Regions from separate parts of the Sus scrofa genome. Here all the other regions are linked to region 2. A link is a contact called in public HiChIP or PLAC-seq and promoter capture Hi-C data. All regions are on one chromosome and are shown on one strand. The core of a region is the stretch at or near the end of the contact, and the rest is flanking DNA. Distances in the headings are between cores, read along the strand shown.

Region 1 (2,740 bases), core at 76-2,575, 540 kb after region 2:
AAAAAAAAAAGGAAAAAGAAATTTGGATTTCATCTTGAAGGTGAATTAAAATAATGACATAATCATTTTTTTATTTTTTAGAATATTTTGGAGGCAACAGTGAAGGTAGGTTAGAAAAGAAAGACTGGGAACAGAGAAAATTAAGGAGGACCTACTAGTCACTTATGATGGAACATGAAAATGTGAAAAAAAGAATGTATATGTGTATGTGTGACTGGGCCACCTTGCTGTACAGTAGAAAACTGACAAAACACTGTAAACCAGCTATAATGGAAAAGGTAAAAATCATTAAAAAAAAAAAATTAAGGAGGACCTGAACGTGGGGATGGGGATGCAAAGGAGAGGGCACAGAGAAATAAAGTAATTAGACAATAGGAGGGGTGTGTATAAGGATTCTGTGGTTTGTACAGCGGAGAAAGGCCAGGGGAAGTGCTAACCCGCCCGCCTCGCCGGGAGAGCGCCCCACATTCTTCAAAAATTTCCTCTTAGGATTTTCACCACAATTCCAAAGTCTAAACTTGGAAACTCTACAATAAAGAACCATTCCGCAGGTTTCTTTCCCCTATGGCTTCATTAGAAAATTTGAAAACTTCTGACGTTTTTCAACATATTAAGCCATTGCACACCTCGAAGTGACACACTAGACAGAACCTTCTCAGACTAGGGGAGCCTAGGGGGTTGAAGGTGGGGAGGGGCTATAGGCCGAGAAAAAGACCGACCCAAGGTTTTAGGAGCATCACCTATTCAGCTTGCCTGGAGTTGGCCACAGGAATGCCCTTCCCTTGAAGAACCGGGAAGCGTTCGGTGGTAGATGGCTGATCCTCCGCCCCTCACCGCTTATGTAAGGGGATGAACAACACTTTGGTTCCTCCACCCTTTTCCAGCCTCCTAACTTTTCCTCCTAACCATTTCCAAGCCATTTACACTTTCCCCGAAACCATTACTGCGCTTCACCCTTGCTCCCACCTAACCTTAACCACCTTCAGCAAACCCCAACTCCAGCGCTAGGCTGTAACTAGGTATAGTAACCAGGAAACCCGGGCGTGTGGAACTGCATCTCGGGACAAGAAGTCCTAAAAAAAAGAGAAAGCGTTGGAAAACTACAGTTCCCAGAAAAGACTTCTACTTCCTCCCTTTCCCTCGTGAGGCCCCCCCCTCAACCCCACCCCCTTTGAAAGACCCTCTTGGCCACGTCAACTAGAGGGAGAAAGCTTTTTAAAAACAATTTTTGAGTTGTTTAAGTCTACTACTTAGAGAGCACTCTGGAGGTTAAAATAAAAAGTAAGCCAGGCTAGAAAAGAGAAGCTAGGTCACGACTTGGTCTGGCATGTGGTTGGACAGCCGCTACGACAGCGCTCAGGCATTGCATGGACGCCTAGGAGGCGGGGCCTTGGGGGACGTCGGGAAAGCCTTGGACCGTCGGAGCGCCCTTCCTTTCGGATCCGCCATCTGTGGTGAGTGTGTGCTCTAGGTCTTTCTCCGCCCCGGGGCCCGCTGTAGCCCTTCTTTGTACCCAAATCTCACTCATTTTCTTCTTTTCCTCACGCTCAGGTGGAACCGCCGCCAAGATGCAGATATTCGTGAAGACGCTGACGGGCAAGACCATCACTCTCGAGGTACGTGCGAGGCAGAGGCAGAAGGCACGGCCTGAAGGAGGGGGGCTTGAGGCGGATTTCGGCACTCGCGCTGTATTCTGCTTTGCAGTACGTTTCCGAGCCTGCCCTCTGAAACCTGGCTTTGAAGTGAGCGTTGTTACTGCTGAGCAAGGGCTTAGGGCAGGTTTTCGGTAAAAGGTCCGAGCCTGTCACCTCGTCCCGGCCAGGTAGCTGAAGCCGGGTTGGCGTGGCGGGAGGGAGGCGTCCCCCGCAGCTCCGCGCGAGCACGTGTGGCTCGGCTGCCACCGCCGTGGCCCGGGCTGGGGGAGGAAGTGTGCGTGCCTGGGAGCCCGCCCAGTGTAGAGAAATCAAGAGGCGTGGGTGACTTCAGTCCCCAGAGGCTGCGTACCTGAGCAAGCTTCAAGTTGAATTGAGCGTTTATTTTAGTTTCTTTTGTGTTACTAATATACTTGCATTTCAAAACTTATAGGTCGAACCCTCGGATACAATAGAAAATGTAAAGGCTAAGATCCAGGATAAGGAAGGTAATTTTTTAAAACTAATCTCAATATGGATTAATATAATCATTTTAAAACTCATCTGTAGAGGCTCAGGCCATTAGACATAAATGCTTTTGGTGGGGTGGAAGAGGTCAGGTTGACAAAAACGCTTTTGAACTAAGACAGTAGACAAATGTTTTGGCATGGGGCTAAGCTGCAGTACCTTCACAAGTGTGAGTTTAGATGAACTAGTTAATTTACATCTGTTATCAGCTATAAAATGATCATGTTAACCCGTATTAAGATTAAATAAGATAAAATTAAACATTTACTTTAGACATTGTCTGTAGCAAAAACCACTGATGACTATTAGTACCATTTATTTGATTCAGGATTGTAAATCTTGAGCAGATATGCTTGATTTGCAATCACTTAATTTTATTTATTTATTTTAATCTAATTAGGGATTCCTCCTGACCAGCAAAGACTGATCTTTGCTGGCAAGCAACTGGAAGATGGACGTACTTTGTCTGACTACAACATTCAAAAGGTCTGTATGGCAGAAAGAACAGGTCTTAGTTTGGAAATTTTGACCAATAACAAAAGTGAGAAGAATAGCATTAGATTAGAGTAGGTTCCCAGGTG
Region 2 (2,989 bases), core at 397-2,896:
TCATTAACCACTGAGCCACGATGGGAACTCCAGGAGACTCTTTTCAACAGCCTTTGGAACTTTCTCTGGAAGATGTCCCTTCCTTTCTGGACCATTGCTGCTACCTCTAATATAGAACCCCACGCACTATAATACCTGATACATTGACTACTACTGTTTTTATTGGTATTCCTCTCTTCAAAATTAACGTTTCAAAAATAATCCAATGGCTTTCCATTATTTTAAGAAAATGGTGCAAACCTCTAGGGCCAGCTCCATCCGCAATCTAACCTCTTAGGTTTATGTTCCTTTCCTATCTTACATGAATTCTCTCTTGTACCAATTCTACTCTCTAAATCTGTTTTTTTTTCTGCATTTACTCTTTTATTCCATTAAACCTATGCAGAATGCTCTTTCAATTTATCTTTACTTATCTCAAGTCAACCTTTATTTCCTATTTCCTCCATGAAGTCGTTCCTGACAAACAGCTGAAAAAGCTCTTTATCTTACAATCTTTATATAGAATTGTTTCTGTTTAATTCATTGGCACTGCTTTATAACATGACATTATCAGTCATTACATTTAACCTACATCTCAAGTCTTTCAGATTTTGTTTTGTTTTGGTTCTGGTTTTGATATTTGGTAGTGACCTTCTCAGCTAGCACCGAGGGGTTTTATGGATTTGTAGATTCCCATTTCCTTAAAAAGAGTGATGAGACCAGTTCCATCCTCTTCATTGCTACAGGCAGCAGTTGCTCATCCAAACTCTGGCACTTCTAATCTTCTGGAGGCTTTCCTATCATTCACAGGACTGTATTAAAGCTTGAGGTAGTTCAAGAATTGAATAAGTGATTACAAAGAGCACAGAAAGGAAAGGGCACACTACCAATGTCCCTTGAATTGTCCTTCTGTAGTCTTTTAGTCGGTGAGATTTTGAAACCTCTTCTCAGAGGTCAGCTGTGGCCCAGATTTGAAAAGAGGCTACTTCAGAACACACTGGAATTCACATAGTTCACTTTGGGCAGTTATAGGAGAAATGCTACCGGCTTGTGTGTCAAGGTTAGTTGCTCTCTTGGCATGAGCACCTTCTCATTTGCAAAATCTGGTTATCCGTAAATAACCCAAGTTTTATGAGGCACCTCATGTGGAAGGCGCTGGTCCTTGAGACAAAGTGAAAGTACATCCCCAGCATTTTTCTTAAATGTGGCAGCACTGAAATTTAACAGATTAGAATCAACCTGAATAAAGAGTAAAACTGAAGTAGGAAACAAACTTGGGCTTGAGTCGGCTACCTACAGTAGCCCTCACCGTTAGGTGCAGGAGAATTTCTTGAGGTGGGCCGTAGGGATGGTATAGGTCGCTAGTCCATCCCCACTGCTCTTCTTTTTAGATACACAAGCTCACGGGCCAGCCGCCTCAGTCACTAGGGAATGCAGGGCGCTGTCCAGTGGTCGTCCTTGCCTAGCCTTTCTCTGCTCAGCGTGAGAACCTCTTGCACCGCAGACCAAGTGAACGGCCTCGCTACAACCCACTCGGGGAGCATGGAATTCTGGGATTTGTGGTCTGGCCCCGCACACTCCCAGCAGGAGCTGGGTTGAAGAGGACTAGACTTCCCAGGATGCACAGGGGAAGGGAGCAACTCTGCGGCGGGGAGGGAGGGGGTAGTCCCAGCGCTCCGGGGCGTCGCCGTTTCCAAGAGCCAAGATCTCGCCTGGTAACCAGCAGCCGCGGTTCCCGCAAGCGGCGCTGTGGCCCCGCCCCCGGAGCCCAGTCTTGAGGAAGAATCTGTCTCCCGCTGCACCCCAGTGACGAAGCCCATCCTCGGGTGCAGAAGGCGGGTAGGGGAGGGCAAGCAGAGGATTTCACTCGCCTTTGCGAGATCCGGGACCTGCTGGCGGCCCCCCCTCATAGCAGAGGTTAGAGGCGCGAGAGCTGGATCGGGTGTGGGAGGAGTGCAGTACACCGCCACCGCGGCAGTGCGCGCGGGCCGGGATGTCCCTGGGGACTGGTATCCCTCGGATCCGCGGCGACCGACTGATGCCTGGGATGTGTGTGTGCGTGCGCGTGTGTGTGATTTACTGTCCCCACTGGTTACGCGGGCATCCTGTCCCTACGCCGGGCTAGAGCTAGAGGCATAACCCTTGAGCCCACGGGACCACATAGCTAGAGCAGACTTTCCTGGGGAGAGGTGCACGATTTTGTCCACTTGTTAATTATTTAATTTCTTCCGAACCAGGAGCATTTGTAGATTGCCCTTTCCTCCTCCAACTGCACTAGTGTCTCCAATTCAGAAAAATCTTTTATGACGCTTGCTGTTAGAGTTGCTGATTAGTGAGAGCTGCTAAGTTCTTTATGGTTTTCTCGGCCAAAAGAGGGTTCACAGAGGGTATGAATTTTGAACACCTACACGACAACTAATTGGAGCATCTAAAAATGACCGTTGCATATTTGCTCTGGCTTAATGGGTAAACAACAAATGGTCTTTCAAGTCATAGCCGCATTTAGGACATATTTCATATCATTGAAAAGATGGATCTGGAGGGAGAAAGGGGAAGTAGTTGACAGTTTTTAAAAAACTTGGTTTAGTTAGGGGATCATTTTCTTGGACTGGGTGACTTATGTAAAATATCTGTTTCTTTCTTTCTTTCTCACTATCGCATCCTGGATATATACAGTCAGTTTCGGATCCAAGGATGGTGATGGCAAAGCTTCCCCAAGTTCCTTGTCAAATTAAAGCTGTCATAGAATAAATCCCACTGCCTGCTGTGAGGCTCCTCCACACTACAAACTTCAGTGAGTGAACGGGGTAATCAGTGTTTGGATATGCAGATCTCTGATTTAAAAGGCGGGGTGACCCCCTCAAGAATCTCTCCCGAGGGCCAGAGCCCGCAGGTGCAGTGAGGCTTGCAAGCGGGTGCTCGAAGACGTCTCGCTCAGGGAGAGGGAGCCGGGGCGCCCGGCGGGGTCTGGCGGCCGCTCACCCGCGGCTCATCTCTGGCGGCGGCGGCA
Region 3 (2,913 bases), core at 252-2,751, 690 kb before region 2:
ATTTTTTTTAAAAAAAGTTCTTCTGGAAAAAAAAAAAGTTCTTCTGACACAGTGAAGACACATCTAGCAAATTAAGCCTCTAACCTTCCTCCAACTGTATTTTACTCGGTTTCCTCTAAATTTCAGTGGCAATATAGTTTGCAGCCAGTTTATGCAACAACAAAAAGTATCAAAAGAAGAACAGAACTGAAACGGATTTAGGTAATCTATAAGCAACTCAAAAATTAACATAAGCCCGATACCAATAACGCCCGGGACAGCCTGACAGCTCTCTTCTCTATTTTCCTTAGTACCGCTCATTTCCAAAGGAAATGTCACAACAGGAGCAACATACTCTTTCCCGAGGTTCTAAGACTCAACATTCTCAACATTAACGTATAGTACACAGCTCAAGAATGCGCTGACGGCTGATTTAAACCAATCCTTTCAATGAAATCCACGAAGGCTGAGAAGGCCCAATAAAGCAGAACCGTAAGTTCCCTACGGCCTTTTTCTCATTCAGAAAGTTAGTAGACACGAAATAAAGGACAGGAAGAGGCAGGGACCATGGGGGAAGAAAGAATCGAAGGCAACACCAGAAAAAGTCGAATTGCTCACCCAAAGACCAATCTTCTCCACTCGCCCCGAAGTGGGCAAAGGTCCAAGAAGGACCCTTGGGGGACCGCTCACCTCTTTCCCCTGGGAGCCCAAAGCCCTCTCGCTCCCTGAGGCCCCGAATGTTGGAAGACAACAACACGAAATCTTGGGGAAAAGCAGCTGCGGAGGACGTAATGGGCTGGTGAGGACCAGGGAGATCCCACAGGAAAGTGTTAGGGAACCTTGAGTGCTACCCAGGCTTCGGTCGCGGCCCTGGGACTACAGCACAGAGACGATCCGCCCTAACCGGACAGAGATGAGAGTGCAGGGGTCCGGTGCCCACAAAGAGCCGTCCCCCCGCCTCCCGCGGACGCCCTCAAACCAAGCCTTCGCCTCTAGTCCGTTCCGCAGGCCCTGGAACACTTACGTGGAGAGTTTCCTAGTCCAGAAGAGGCCCCCGGGCCACAGCTCTTGGAGCTGCACCGCCCGGCCCAGGTTGCTTTTGATCTGGGCCAGCTGCAAGTCGGATTCGGCGTCCAGCTGCTCGGCGTAGGGCAGCAGCTTGTTGTAGACGATCTCCTTTTGCGGGACGAAGCCCCGCGGGTTCGGACTTGGACGCCCGCCCGGTTCCGAGGGATCCCCGCCGCCTGCCCGTTCGGCCGGCTCCATGAGCCCAGGGACAACCCCCCAACCCCCTCCCACCCTAACCCTCCCCGGCCCCCACCCCTCTCCGGGCTCCGCCTCCTCCGCGTCGTCGTCGCCCTGCGGCCGCCGGCGGCCCGTAACCCTCTGCCCTATTGCTGGGCCCCCTCCCCTGGCCGGCGCGCTGCTGACCCCCGCGCGGTGCCCGGTTCGTTGGCGGCGGCAGCGGCCGCTCAGCCCGCTCCGCACCGGCTCGGCTGGTGACGCTGCAGCCGCCGGGCCCGGAGGTTCCGGACCGGCCTCAAGTCACTTCCGGGGCGGGGCGGGGTGGGGAGGGGCGACGGCGTCGGAGGAGGAGGCGGCCGCAGAGGCAGCCCAGCGGGCAGCGCCTTCCTCCCTGTGGGCCGGGCTCCGAGCCCCCACCCCTGGGCCTCAGCGGCCCAGCGCGAGGCTGTCCCGCCGGAAATCGAGTCCGAATTCCAAGTTATTGTCCTTCCTCGCCTAGGGTCTCGCACTGCTTGCGGCTGCCCTCAGGAACCGCTAGTCGCCGTGGCCTCCGATGAGACAGTCGACGTAGTGCCCCATGCCGAGTTTATGGAAAAACCTAGGTACTCTATCCGTCCCACTTGCTGCTTATCGATTTTTTAGTGACCCCTTTAAGCCCTTGTCTTTCTGGCATTCTTTTGGCCGCCCTCATTCCAAAGAAAAGAGTTCAACATTCAGCAAATATTAATTGAACTACTACTGTGTGTCAGACACTTATTTTAGGCCCTAGAGTTGGAAAGTTTTAGAGCACCTGGTTTCTGCGCTCCAGGGGCTTTACATCGCGTGGATCTCTTGATTAGAGAATATGCAATTACAAGACAATACTGCTAGATAAGTACAGAATGTCTTGGGAACACCTAAAGATGACTTCACACTGTATTTCTGGGAAACTTAAGATGGTTTCCTAGAAATTACATGTAGCGTTGAGCTTAAGGGTTAAGTGCCGAACCGATTAGAAAAAGAAGAGAGAGGAACATACATATATTTCAGCTGAGGGAGCAGCATAGGCTGCAAGCCTGCATTCCAGGAATTCAAAGTTCAGAATGACTGCAGGCGGTTAGTAGAGAGGGGAGTAAATTACTGAGACTGAGAAGGACATGCTAGGGAGTTTTTAGAGCTTTATCCTTTTTTAAAAATTTTTATTTATTTATTTATTTTTTTGGTCTTATTTAGAGCAGCTGCGGTGCCATATGGAAGTTCCCAGGCTAGGGGTGGAATCTAAGCTGCAGCTGCCAGCCTATGCTACAGCCACAGCAATGCAGGATCTGAGCCAAGTCTGCAACCTACACCACAGCTCACGGCAATGCCAGATCCCCGACCCCAACCAGGGATAGAACCTGCGTCCTCATGGGTACTAGTCAGATTTGTTTCTGCTAGGCCATGACAGGAACTCCTAGAGCTTTATCTTAAAGGCAACAAGAAGCTGAAAATTGATAAGCATAGAAGAGGCATTATATAATTTATGTTTTTGAAGAATCACTCTGGGTTTGTGTGGAGAATGGATTAGAACAGATAAAATTGGAAGCTGGTGGACCCTTTAAGGAGATGTGACTTAATGGTGGCGCTCATGTCCGTTGAAATGCCTGCGCTTGGTAGTTGACTGGACATGAAGAGTAAAACAGAGGGAATGAGTCAAGACAATGTCAGATT

The links. Promoter capture Hi-C pulls out the DNA fragments that hold promoters and counts their contacts. HiChIP or PLAC-seq counts read pairs in DNA pulled down with a chosen protein or histone mark.
Region 1: a promoter capture Hi-C map of liver shows a contact between it and region 2, with 7 times the contacts expected there. The contact joins the promoter of CLHC1 here to the promoter of EML6 in region 2. A contact is called at or near these places in 1 of 5 promoter capture datasets (liver) and 1 of 47 Hi-C or Micro-C datasets (liver).
Region 3: an H3K27ac HiChIP or PLAC-seq map of skeletal muscle shows a contact between it and region 2, with 5 times the contacts expected there. The contact joins the promoter of PSME4 here to the promoter of EML6 in region 2. A contact is called at or near these places in 1 of 5 promoter capture datasets (liver), 1 of 47 Hi-C or Micro-C datasets (heart right ventricle) and 1 of 2 datasets of contacts at active chromatin or transcription factors (skeletal muscle).

What each region holds. Positions count from the first base shown.
Region 1 is chr3:85,990,892-85,993,631 of Sscrofa11.1, reverse strand. It overlaps CLHC1 (clathrin heavy chain linker domain-containing protein 1), which reads right to left and starts at 1,325. Exons shown (of 10, transcript XM_021087534.1): 1 at 720-1,325. RPS27A (ubiquitin-40S ribosomal protein S27a) reads left to right here and starts at 1,375. Exons shown (of 6, transcript XM_003125136.5): 1 at 1,375-1,454; 2 at 1,552-1,616; 3 at 2,086-2,140; 4 at 2,560-2,645. The coding sequence starts at 1,569.
Region 2 is chr3:86,535,722-86,538,710 of Sscrofa11.1, reverse strand. It overlaps EML6 (echinoderm microtubule-associated protein-like 6), which reads left to right and starts at 1,646. Exons shown (of 42, transcript XM_021087539.1): 1 at 1,646-1,896; 2 at 2,656-2,989.
Region 3 is chr3:87,230,098-87,233,010 of Sscrofa11.1, reverse strand. It overlaps PSME4 (proteasome activator complex subunit 4), which reads right to left and starts at 1,501. Exons shown (of 47, transcript XM_003125150.6): 1 at 1,004-1,501. The coding sequence starts at 1,245. ACYP2 (acylphosphatase-2) reads left to right here and starts at 1,635. Exons shown (of 5, transcript XM_021088229.1): 1 at 1,635-1,826.